2 separate regions of the Mus musculus genome follow, and region 2 is linked to region 1. Evidence: chromatin contacts called from public Micro-C data. All regions are on one chromosome and are shown on one strand. Each heading gives the region's core, a stretch centred on a gene start, on an enhancer-like site or on the middle of the called end of the contact. The rest is flanking DNA. Distances are from core to core; before and after follow the strand shown. Region 1 holds the start of Cdr2l (cerebellar degeneration-related protein 2-like). Region 2 overlaps Llgl2 (LLGL2 scribble cell polarity complex component).

Region 1 (6,476 bases), core at 2,824-5,323:
ATCCCAGCACTTGGGAGGCAGAGGTAGGCGGATTTCTGAGTTTGAGGCCAGCCTGGTCTACAGAATGAGTTCCAGGACAGCCAAGGCTACACAGAGAAACCCTGTCTCGAAAAAAAGAAAAAAAGATTGAATTTTAATTATGTGCATTGTGATGGGTGTGTGTGGGTACATCTGAGTACAGGTGCCCAAAAAGGCCAGAAGAGGGCAGCAGCTCCTCTGGAGCCGGAGTGACTGGTCCTCGTGGGTGCTGGGAACTGAACTCATGTCCTCTGCAAGAGCAGTGTGTCCTTAACTGCTTAACTGCCGAGCCAGCTCTCCACCTCTGTTTATTTATTGTTGTTTCTGTGTATGTGTATTGTTGTTTCGGTGTGGCACAGCACTCGTGTGGAAGTCAGAGCACACATTACAATAGTTGGCTCTCCCCTTCCACCATGTAGGTCCCAGGTCATCTGGTTGGCTGTGTTAACACATGCCTTTCACCCTAGCGCTTGGGAGGCAGAAACAAAAGGATCTCTGTGCGTTCAAGGACAGTTTGGTCCACATAGCAAGCTCCAGCACAGCCAGGGCTGCCCAGAGAGAGCTTGAAACAACAAACAAAACTAACTAGGAAAAACCAGCAGCTGTTAGGTCAGGTCACCAGGCGTACCAGCGAGCGCCTTTCTCTACCGAGCCATCTTACTGACCCCACCAAGCCGCTTTCTAAGGTGGTTTGCCCTGATGTCATTCCCTCCAGGAGTAGGGGACATTACAGATGGTCATTATTCTTGACAATGCTATTTTCTTTCTGTCCTCTAAAGTTAAAACAAAGTGCTGCAGCCATCCTGCTGAGTGTGTGAGTTAGTTGGCTTTCTGTCACTAAACACACAGCCAGGTGTTCCAAAGACCCTTGTGACAAAGGCTGGGTCACCAGTCTGTGGTGCCAGTGGGAGCTGGTAAAACCTTTAGGGCTGCCATGAGGTGACCAGGTTCCTTTGCAATGTGCTCTCACTACAGTGAGCTGCCTTGCCACAGGCCCAGGGGCGAAGCAATGATGAATTGAATACTGAGCCAAAACATACCTTTCTTCCTTAGAAATTGTTTCACCTTCAGTATTTTGTCATAGTGATAGAAAGCTACCCCATGATTTATAAAAAGTATATTTTATCCCACAGTTTTGGAGGATTTCAGCCCAGGATCAGTTTTGAGGGCTATGGCAAGGCAGCTCATCATAATAGGAGCACGTGATGTAACATGATCATTTGTTTCATCACCAGACTGCACAGAAAGGGAGAAGAGGCCAGGACTCCACAATCAGGTTATACCCTCAGTGACATAAAGACACACACACACACATATACAAACTCATGGATATACATATACACGCAAACATATACACACATGCATATATACCCAAAAACACATGCACACAGCATAAACACATATACACACATGCATGCATACACACATATACGCATATGCACATACATATATCCATATACACATACACATATACATACATACATATATACACACATGTATACATCCATATACCCACACACATACACACACATACATACATACACACACAAACATGTACACAAATGCATATACCCACAAGAACATATATACACACATTTATACACACATGCATGCATATACACATATGCACACACATATGCCCATATACACACACATACACACACATGCATGCATGCATACGTACGTACACACACATGTATACACTCACACACCCACACACATGCATACACATATACACATACATACGCACGCAAACATACACACATGCATATACACACATGCACACACATACATATGTACACACATGTATACACACATGCACACACATACATTCATACAGTATGCTCCATCTCTCAAAAGTGTCTATACTCCCAACAACACCACACTAAGAGTGAAGCATTTAACACATGAGCCTTGGGAGACAGTTAAGGTCCCAAGTATGGTAATGGGGGTACCTCAGTGTGGATTTAATTTGCATTTCCTGAGGATTAAATAAAACTTTGTACCTTAGTCACATTAACTGTTAACTGGGCCATTTGGATTTTTTTCCTCAAATTTGTCCAGTCAAGTCTTTTACCCATTTTCTCCTGGCCATATGCCTTTTTCCTTTGGATTTTCAGGTTTTGCCATATTCTGGCTAGATGTCCTTTTCTGGTTATATCACAACATATATTGAGTGCCTCAAGAATGTTCACACATGCTGGGCAGTGGTGGTGCAAGCCTTTAATCCCAGCACTCGGGAGGCAGAGGCAGGTGGATTTCTGAGTTCGAGGCCAGCCTGGTCTGCAGAGTGAGTTCCAGGACAGCCAGGGCTATATAGAGAAACCCTGTCTCGAAAAACCAAAAAAAAAAAAAGAATGTTCACACATGATGGGTCTCAACAAAAACAAATTACATGAATGCTGGAGGATTAGGAAAACTCCTTTAAGGAAAAAAAAATTCTTGGATGGATTAAAGCATGGCTTTTATGGGTGTAACTGGATATCGGATTTGGGTCTTAAGCAGTAAGAAACAGACCTTAAAGTGAAAAGGGCAGAATACAAGTAACACGTGCCCAAAGTTCATTCCTTCCAGCCTGTTTCCAGACATACAGGTTTTTAAACACTCCAGTTCTTTTTTTAAATGAGTTCTATTTCTATATTTATTTATTCTATATTTATGTGTATGAGTGTCTGCCTGCCTGAATGTATCTATACCATATGCATGCTTCGTACCCAAGGAGGTCTGAAGAGGAGAACTGATCCCCCGGAAGGAGTTCCAGGTGTTTCTGAACCACCATATTGATCTGAGGAATGAATCCTCAGATCTTCTACACGAGCAGTTGAGCCATCTCCAGCCCACGGCCTAGGTTCTTTTTTTTTTTTAAGAATTGTTTATTATTTGTAAGTACACTGTAGCTGTCTTCAGACACACCAGGAGAGGGCATCAGATCCCATTACAGATGGTTGTGAGCCATCATGTGGTTGCTGAGAATTAAACTCAGGACCTCTGGAAGAGGAGACAGCCCTCTTAACCACTGAGCCATCTCTCTAGCCTAAGACTCAGATTCTTAAAGGTAGGTGTGTGTGTGTGTTCACTCATGTGTGTTCATGTGTGTGTAGAGGGTACAGGACAACCTCCAAGTGTTACTGAACAAGGAGCTGTGCACCTTGCTTTTTTTGAAACACGGCCTATCACTGGCCAATTAGGCTAGGTTTACTGGCTACCATCGATCCATCTCTCCTGGCTCCCCAGCTCCCAGAGCTGGGATTTCAAGAACAAGCCACGCACTCTGCTTTTTTTTTTTTTTTAAACAAAACCAAACCTGGTAAGCACTTTTAATGTGCTGAGCCACCTCCTCAACCCCCTTAAAGTAATGTTTAGCTTTGCTTAGTTTAGTTTACAGAAAAACTTCCACACTGTAGCTTAGTCGGGCCTGGAACAAGCTGTGTTAAAAGTCTGGCCTAAGAACTCAAGATAATCCTATTGCTTCAGCCTCCTAACTCCCGTTAGTAGAGGAGGGAACCACTGTGTGTTTTCTATGTGTGAGACTTTATGTAATTACAAGTACCCAGAGGCCAGAGGTGTCAGAATTTCCCTGAAGCTGGCGTTACAGGCTGTTGGGAGCTTCCTGACGTAAGTGCCGGGAACCGAACTCAAATCCTCAGCAAGAACTCTTGACCTCGAGTGTTCCAGCAGCCAAACCCCCATTCAAGGTTCTTAAAGATGTTTCTAATTTAATACCATTTTTTAAAAAGTTCTTCGGATATATCAGTGGGTCAGCACGTTCTCCGCAGGTGAGGACCACTGTGGACATCAGACAGACCCTTGCTCCCAGGAGAGCCAGAAGGACAGATAACAAGCAAACAAAATAATTCCAGATGGACGTAAATAAAAGTCGGACGTGGAGGAAAAGCAGGACAGAGGGTTGATCCAGCAATTCCCGGACCAGGACACCAGGAAGGTCCTTGCCTTCGGTCCCGCCCCTTATTTGCATACGTCTTTTGATTGGTCTCCGGCGGCAGGTCCCACCCCGCAAAGCTGGCGGCCTGGGAAGCTGAAAGCGGGCCGGGCGGAGATGCAGCGGCGGCTCCGGGTGTCGCGGCGCGGGCCGGGCGGTGTGCGGGCCGGAGGCGGGCAAGGGGTACCCGCCGCTGCATCCGCACTCTGCTGACGCCCTAGCCCTGCAGGTGGTCCCGGGTGGTCCCAGCTGTCGTCCCACTTTGCAGTCCCCACCCCTCCGCCCTTTGTGCCGCCGCCACCCGGCGTCCCCAGTTCGGCGGGACCCGGGGAGCGCGGGAGCCAGAGGCCCCGCTGGGCGCACGGGGCCGGCAGCGGATGGCGATCACGGGCGGAGGGCGCAGGGGCGCTGCAGCCCGAGCTCCCGACGTTGGAAGCCCGGGCCGCCTCCGCCGCATTGTCCCGGGCTGCGAGCCCAGGCCCTGAGCTGCCGCAGCGCCCGCCCACCGCCACCCGCGGGGCCATGCGGAGAGCCGCGGGGATGGAGGACTACTCCGCAGAGGAGGAGGAGTCCTGGTACGACCATCAGGACCTGGAGCAGGGTGAGCGCGTTGGGGAGGGAAACAGCGTGTGCCCCAAGACCCCTGACCACTACTCCATTGTTGGGCGGTATCCCCAAGAAAAGGGCTAGGCTGGACCTGGTGAGCCCAACGGAGCATGATGCGTCTTGAGAATGGGGACGTGGACCGAGAAGGGCGCTGCCCTGGAATATTCTGACGCTGGAGAGAGACTTGCAAAAGTGTCCAGTTGACAGGGCATCCATCGCCCTTCTCATTTTAGTAGCAGCACCTACTCGCGTGCCCCGGTAGGGTATTGTTAGGGGGCCCGATTGCTAGGTAGAATGGAAGTCTTGGGGCCCACAGAGGATTCTTGTTACTTTTGCTAAGAATGCACTGTATATTGAGATAGGTCATCTCTCCAGATCAACAGCACCTGTCCGGGCTAGAATTTCTGAGCTCTAAGACTTCCAGAAAGTTTCCCCAACTCGCTTCCCTCTGCCCAGAAAGGGGGTGGTGCATGCTCACGCCTGCGAAGAAGCTGAAAGTCTCCAATCTGCCTTCCCAAGAGAGGCGTTCCCTGGTCCTTCCCTGCATGGGGCTTCCACCCAAGTGGCTCAGGATGTGAAGGGGTCCTTTAGCAATTTCAGACTTTGCCAAATGAGATCCCTGGGGAAAGAGGGAGCCACTTCCGTGGCACTCATCTAGAAAATGACTAGAGGGGAGTTAGAAGCTGGTGATGAGGTGGCTAAAATGACATCACTGAGAGGTGGAGCCGACCTGACAAGAAGGCCCGAGAGGGTCAGGGTCAAGGCCAAGGCCTGCCGAAGTAGTCAGACCCCAACCTCCTCTCTGCTGGTTCTTACTGAAACCCTGAGGGTGAGGGTCACCTGCATGCTCTGAGGTATTAAAACACAAGCCTGGCACAGTGTGTGTGTGCCACAAAGGCCGGTCTCCATCCTTAGGGCCCAGAGCCCTGGTTTTGCCAAGATGGGAAACATGCACTTGGATCCTGGAGCCTTTGTCTCCTGACCCACTTCCCCATGCAGCTGAGCTTCACCTGCAGATGAGGGGCTGTCCCTGTGCTTGTCAGTGAATCAGAACCTTGGGAGAGCTCCGCAGGGTAGAGAGTGTTGGGTTAGGCATTGCTATGCCATGAGCTTCTGTGACACCTCTTCTCTGTCCTGGCCACTACCCCTAAAACTTTACTCTCTAAACACCTACTGGCCCCATGTGAGCTCCAGACATCAGCCTGGGACCTGGGCACAGTCACAGCCTGACCCTCTGGGCACACAAGGGCTGATGGGGTAGGCCCACTTGTATGCTGCTCTAAGTGTAAGTGATTATGGGATGGCTTCCTGGGAGAGGCTAGCGCAGAAGGAAAGATGAAAAGCCGATTTCTGGCGAAGATAGCCTCTAGGGGAGGCAGATGCTAATACCATGGCGGTCGTCTCATTTAGTTCCCGCACCCCTAATGAAGGCTTGGCACCATGCCCAGCCCAGATGTGGGAGGAAGAAGAAGCCTTGCAGTAGGGGTGGGAGATGTGTGGCTTCTGCCAAGGGACAGGAACTGCCATTCCAGCAGGATTGATAAGCCCCAAACACTCCCTGCTTCTTGGGTCCTGCTGATCAGGCCTGCAGCTCTGGTCGTAGACAGAGCTCAGGAACCAGGATGATACCCAGTAATGAAACACGTTATAAAGACAGAGGCCCTTCCTTCTAGATGCTGTGCCAGCATCTAGGGATGGAATCACCATCCTCCTGATCCTGAATTCCAGCGGAGGAGACGGAAGTGGGAAGTTAAAGTAACCACTGTGGGACAGCATAGTCCCCTCAGCAAAGAGCTCTGAAGGAGGGCACGCTGGGAGAAGGGATGTTTGTAACCAAGGCCTGGGGCCAAATGAAGGACAGGAAGTAGGGGACAAAGGAAGCCTAGCCACGTAGCTCCGCATGCCAGGCCAG
Region 2 (6,476 bases), core at 1,016-3,515, 450 kb after region 1:
GTGGGGGGGTCCTTGTCACTGGTCATTTAAGGCTGCTTCTTATTCTCCTGATAGCTAAGGCTAGAGAAGGAAGTGTTGGCCCACCCGTGTGGTTCTAAGGAACTTTCATTTTATACATCTTTAGGTGTATGTGCATGTTCATGCCTGTGAGTGGGTACACATGTGTGTGCACGTGTTTGTGGTAGGGCGGACAGGTCTCCTTCAGGTGTCATTCCTCAGGTACTGGCCACCTTGGGTTTTCTGAGACAGGATCTCTCACTGACCTGGAACTCACCTTGCACAGTGAGCCACAGGGGTCCGCCTCCCGGAACTCGCTGTGAGTAGTGAGCCACAGGGGTCCTCCTCTCTCAGCCTCTGCCCGGAGGTTACAGGCACACACCCCCACCCCAGCTCTTTGACCTGGGCTTTGAAGGTCAAGCTCGGGTCCTCATGCTTTTGCAAGATAACTTTTCTGGCTGAGCCAACCCCTAGCCTAAAATGTGATCACTTTACGACCAGGACGGGCTCAAGGGATGAGGAAGGCTTTTTTGAGTCCTGTCGCTAGAGGGTCAGAAAGATTCTTCAGACAGCAGTGGCAGCCAGAGGAGCCAGGAAAGGGCCAAACGAGAGGAGGGGCTGTGTGTGGTGAGACCCGACGGAGCGGCCTTCCCTGCGGCCCTGCCTCTGGCCGGCTGGCTTTTTCATCTTTCCGGTGTGTGTCTGTGCTGCGAGGTGCTATGCGAGTCACTCCATGATCTCAGCCTGGACTTGCCCCAGTGCTCCTGGAATGTGCTCCTTATCCTGGCCCACGGCACCATGCTCTTCCACCCGCCTGACCCTTAGCCCTGCCCTAAACCTTATGTGGCCGGTAATACCTGTCACCGAGGTCCTGAGTAGGGGATACGAGGAGAAAGTAGCAGGGAGGGGACAGTTGTAGACTGGGGCGAGGGAGCATTTGAGCGGTGGGGTTATGTGGCGGTATCCTAGGCAAAGTGTCCCGGGTAGAGTGCTGTGAACACATAGGGCCAAGAGGCTGACCAGTAACTCTCAGCGAGGCTTCCCCACCCCCACCCCACCCCCAGCGCCCTTGACCTCAGCATCTTGTATACTTTCTCCTTCCCCACTCTACTCTCCCTCCTGCCAGAGGGCATCTCTCATGGCCTGTCTGCCTCAGGAGTCGGCACACTGGGGGGCTGTAGGTTTGCCCCCTTAGTCTTTTAACCTCCCCATTTCCCAGGCATAGGCTAGGCAGGATCATCCCCTATCAGACTTCACAGCCCTAGCCTGACTTCCAGGCTCCTCTGAGAGCTTGCTTATCTGGGGTAGAAGGCCTGGGGTGGGGGAGGGGGCTTTCTGAACTGAGCCAGGCCCGCACCTGTCCTCCTCCTCCTCTAAGAAGGGGTGGGGTATTTTCATGCCTTGCCTTGGGGCAGTTACACTGGCCCCAAGCCTGTTCTACCTCCACCTTGGTCCCAGCTCCTAGGTCGCTCTTCTGTCTCCCTGGCCAATGGGGTCCCCAGCAGTAGGTCCCCCACAAGGTCACTGAGCCCTGCAGGTTAGTTCTTAAGAACACTCTGAAAGCAGTGACCAGGCACCTGGTCCCAAACTGCTTGGTTAGCTTTGAGCTCCATGGCCTGTGGGAGTATGTGCGCGTGGCCCTACCTTTTGACTGCAGCCATATAATTAGCTCTCCTGTAATAGCCATTCCTCATGGACGCCTTTATAAGCCCCTCAATTCTGGAGTTAGTCATACATGGGGGTCAGCTCTGAGTTCTGCCGCTTCCTATGCAGTGGTGACCGTGGGTAAGTTGCTTAGTCTGTGGCCTGGTTTCCTCTGTCAGGTAGGTGTGTTCTGCCTGGCCTCTCAGGTGGCCTCCGCCTGAGCTGATGTGTAGTGTTTACCCTGAGCACACAAACAACAGAGGTGGTCAGAACCTGGTCCCCACATTTTCCTGAGGTTCTCTGGAGGACGATTCACCCTCAGTGATTTGATGTTTCTACAGTGAGCCTAGACAACTTGAACCAAAACATTTAAAACGTATCAACAGGTACATTCAGGGGGTCTGGAACAGTGCTGGTCACAGCAAGTGCTCCGACGGCCACTTGGGTAGGTAGCCTGCACCGAGTGTTCTGCCCTCCTGACCAAGTGGGGCATGTCCCCTCTTTCCTGCCACTCACCACTTTGCCGTGTCACTTTGAGCTCCTGTGGGGTCCTTAGTACAGATGGTCCTGGTCCCTTCTTGTCCCTTCCCTAGAGTCCGCTGGTCTCTTTCCTTTCCCAGGGAGTCATTCCCAGCTTCCTGTGCCTTCTGACCTAGTGACCTCGGCTGGGGAGGGGAGCGCCTGCACCCCAGGAGCCGTAGCTGCTGATTTACGAGCTTGCACCACCCTCCCCCACGGCTGGAATGTTCAGCTAGCCAGCTCAGCTGTCTTCAGAGGCAGAGATGGCCGAAGTCTGGGGCCTGTTTTCACTCCAGTCCCAGGAGCCCCCAGTACTTGATGCCCCATGCTTGTTCTCTGGCTTGTTATGGGACCTCAGGTGGGTACCCAGACTTTCCCACCAATCCCCACGCCCCACCCCACCCATCCCCACGAGTGGGAGGCTCTGCAGTGGTCTTGCTTCCCTAAAAATGTGAAATCCCTAGTCTCTCTCCCCTCCCCCACTGCAAATCATGACCTTTTGATTGTCCCCAAAGGGTGACAGTTCCCCAGGGACTGGTCCCTGGTGTTTGGTTTGGAAGTGGCTTGTCCTGCTGATCTTTGCATTTGCAGGGGATGTGGCTCTATCCGCAGCCAGCAACTGGGGAGCCCCAGTCTTAAATCCAGAGTCTTTTCATAAGCAAAGTCTTGGCCCTTTAATTGATTGATTACAGAGCTGAGGATGAAGGGCCTTGTACACTGCCACCAAGTGCTCTGCCTCTGAACTGTACCCACCCCTGCCCCCAACCTTCAGGCTATCTTTCCAGCCTCGGTTTAGATAAGAAGCACCCCCCCTTCCCCAGTGGAGGCTGGGTGTCCCGTCCCTGCTCCAGCTTAAGTACTTAGCACACTTTGTCGGCCTGTCTACCTGACCCTACATGCAGCGTTCAGCGAGCTGGCGGCTATGTTTGCTTTCTCTTTCCGTCTAGAGTGGAATGAAGGAAGCCATTTCTGTAATGGCCTGAGTGAGCCCCTGTGTTCCTAGGAACATGCCCAGTGCCAAAGATGGTCAGCAGGAGACTGCTACTGGGCGCTGAAAGTCAAACCACCCACTCACAGCCCCTCCCCCAAGGAGAGTACAGAAATAGTTTCCCCCCTTGGGCTGGGAATGCTTTCTATGGTCGATGAGTGGCTTGGGGGTCTTGAGCTGTTTTCTTTATTCGGTACAGATAGAATGTCTTCTCTTGATTTGGGCTCCGCTGTGGCCCTTAAGAAAGGCCTCCTTAGGGAGTGGCAGGAAATAGGGTCTCACTTTGTACCCTTCATGGCTTTAAACCCTTGATGCTCTGTTTCCCCAGTGACCTAGGTTACACGTGTGCCACCATGCACATCTGAAAAGGAACATTTCTAGATGCCCAGTCAGAGCTCAGGGAGCTAGCTGGGAATTAGCAGCAAGGCAGATCTAGGATTAACCTAGAGAGCCCACAGCCTCATAGGACCAGACCTGGTCCCCAGCACCACGGGGCTTGGCTATGTGAGTCTTTGATGGGCTCCTTGCCCATCTTACCCCGACCTGGGTATTCCTGCTAAAACTGCCCCAGGTCCTTCCCCTGCATGTCCAGTTGAGGCACCGATCAAGAAATTCCACAGGACAGCCCCGCTTCTGCCAACCCACTGCACGGAGGGAGGCTGTGAAGTTTCTCTTTCTGGATTTTTATGTTTTTTTTTTTCTTTCAGAAAACAGGTTAACAATTAAGCTAATTAACCACAGGGCCTGCTGGCTCTCTTTGTTCCTATAAAGCTGGGGTAAATGGCTTCCTCCCCCAGTTTCTCCTGTTCCCATTATGGTAACTGGTGGCATTAGAGCATCAACCACGGGGAGAGACAGGCCCAGACCTCCAGGAACCAAGGCCTCACTGTCTCCCTGTCCTGGGCCCTTGCAGTGGAAGGAGCTCAGGAAAGTGAGGGTGAAGCTGGGCTTAAGAAGAGAGGCTGGTGGGGAGGTTCCCGGCCTGGCAGGGGAGGTTCTGGGCCTGGGCCTCAGCAGCTGGGGCCTGGGTGATCCTGGGTCTTAGGAGGGCCTGGGCCTGGGTGATACTGGCTCTGGGAAGCTGTGAACCTGGGTGACCCTGGGCTTGGACAGCTGTAGGCCTGGGTGATCCTGGGCCTTGGACACCTGTGTCCAGGATGATTCTGGCCCCAGGAAGCTGTGGGTCTGGGTGAGGCTGGGCCTGGACAACTGTGGGCATGGGCTCAAGGGCACTTTTGGTTTCTGCAGGTCTGTTGTGGGGGCCACAAACTAAAGCAAGATGAGGCGGTTCCTGAGAACTGGACATGACCCTGCCCGGGAGAGGCTGAAGCGGGATCTGTTCCAGTTTAACAAGGTAAGGATGCGGTGAGGGAGGGCAGGGGAAACCCTGGCCTGGGCTCCTCCCCAGGGGCTGGGGCTGGGGAGTGACACTGCCTGAAAAGCCCCCTGGGAATCTTAACTGGGAAACAGAGTGGCATCCCCTAGGAAGAGGTATATTGTTATTGTTTATTTCTGAGACGGGGATCTCACCATGTAGCCCTGACTGGCCTGGAACTCACAGAGATCCACCTGCCTCTGTCTCTTGAGTGTTAGGATCAAAAGGTCTGTGTCACCTTGCTGTCTAGGAACGACATTGGGCCTGGGAGTTAGAATTCCTTGTCCCAGGTCTCTCCCTGGCTAGAAATGACTGAGAGTTAACTCCACCAAGCCCCTATCTTTCTACCTATGACAGGTACAAAACTTTCAGCCCTGCCTGCTTTGTCACGGGGCTGCCAAGGAGGCTAAGGGACAGAAAAGATGAAAGCACGTTGAGTCCCGAGGTATAATAACATCCTTATGATGTTGCAGCCCTGTGGCCTCAAGGACCATTCCCCTGATACTGTCCCCAAGGAAAAAGCTTTCTCTGCAGGCTCCAGCCTGGGAGGAGGGGGGGGGGGAAGAGCACCTGAGGGAGTGGGGCAGAGTGTGGCATCTGAAGCCCCAGGAGCTTTGCTGGCCTCCCCAAGGAAGCTGGGCCTCGGAAGGCTAAAGAGTGTGACAGGGTGTGACAGAGCTCATTAGCTTCCCCCTCCTGCCACCCAGCAATCTGGAGCCGCTTGGGGATAATTAGCCTTCTCGTCTGCTTTGATCTATGTCCGAAGTAGATTGTAGGTCCGAGACAGCAGCAGGATCCTTTCTCCTGGGGTCTGCATCTCCAGGGCATGTCCGTAGGTGCAATTCTGACATTTTTGGTACTGAGGATTGAGCCCAAACCATCTCAGTAACCAAGCCATCCACCCCTGAGCTTCGGCTTCCAGTCAGGAACTATGCCTTTTATTTGGGGCTTTGGTTTGGGCTTCCCCTCACCCTGAAACGGCCTGGTGAATGAAGGACCCTCCTTTCTGGGTTCTGTTCTACTTTTCCATTTGAGAAGTATCGGCGTTGGCTTACCCAGATCCAAAGACATCTTTTCTGCTTATGAACGAACCAGGAGAGTGTTGGCCCGTCACCTATGCGGAGGGCTTGTATACAGATTGTCTCCTGCAACAGGACAGCTTGTGGTTAGCATGGTGCCTCGGGAAACTTAGGTGCTGGGTTTTGTGTGCTGGTTGGCACCTCCTAGAGCCGGGTCCAGAAGTTTGATGTAAGGTGCCCAGCTCACCTGTGGGGGTGTCACCTTGGAGTTTGTCATGACACCTGCCCCTGGAAGCAAGCTTCCTTAAGTTAGTGCTTCTCCCTGACTGGATTTTTAAGCCACAGATGATCATCTGGTGCAGGTGTTAGGAACAGGGTGACACCCGGGGCTTACCACCCTCATTCCTAAGGGAATCGGTCACGTGTGCTGGGTGGAACCTACAGCCAGTACCTGTCACCTGTCCTGAGTGACCCCCAGGTGCCACTACTGTCCTTGGTGATGCTAGGATCTCTCACTCGAAAAAGGAAGCCAATTCCAGCAGAAACCAGATGGACTGGCTCAGCAAAGGGATAAACCTTGGTTCCTGTGTGCTGTGGGTGAGGCTAGGGTGGAACTGGGGTAAAGGAATCTTACCCCTACCTTTAGTATGCTCCACTTGTGGTCCCCAAATAACATGTGACCCCTGGATCCCTAGGCATCACAGGGTGTGGAGGTGGGCTAGAATTCTTCCCTCCTTGACCTGGTTCTCCTACTCCACCTTAACCCCTGATCCGTACAGTCCAAGGCCTGGCTCTGTAAGACGTGAATTGGTAAGGCCTTTGCCCTTCAGACTTAGGGAGGGGAAGAGCTGAGGGCCTCACATTCTTTGTCTAGGGGGTAAATGGGAGGGAGGAGCTGCTTGCACCAATTGAGACGTCAAGGTTCTGAGGGTTT

The links. Hi-C and Micro-C count contacts between places; a contact is called where the count stands out from the background.
Region 2: a Micro-C map of embryonic stem cells shows a contact between it and region 1, with 1.6 times the contacts expected there. The contact joins the enhancer-like site here to the promoter of Cdr2l in region 1. A contact is called at or near these places in 1 of 484 Hi-C or Micro-C datasets (embryonic stem cells), 2 of 115 datasets of contacts at active chromatin or transcription factors (embryonic stem cells and pancreatic cancer cells) and 1 of 9 other capture datasets (liver).

Annotation. Positions count from the first base shown.
Region 1 is chr11:115,377,843-115,384,318 of GRCm38.p6, forward strand. Cdr2l (cerebellar degeneration-related protein 2-like) reads left to right here and starts at 4,074. Exons shown (of 5, transcript NM_001080929.1): 1 at 4,074-4,559. The coding sequence starts at 4,481.
Region 2 is chr11:115,830,401-115,836,876 of GRCm38.p6, forward strand. Llgl2 (LLGL2 scribble cell polarity complex component) reads left to right here. Exons shown (of 26, transcript NM_145438.2): 2 at 4,397-4,502. The coding sequence starts at 4,428. Among named protein-coding and RNA genes, the nearest start is that of Llgl2, 9.6 kb to the left of the region's middle. Within about 2 kb of position 2,266, at least 73 of the 459 cell types and tissues checked have an H3K27ac peak or open chromatin away from gene starts, as enhancers often do. A contact at or near this core is called in embryonic stem cells and liver, where this site is marked.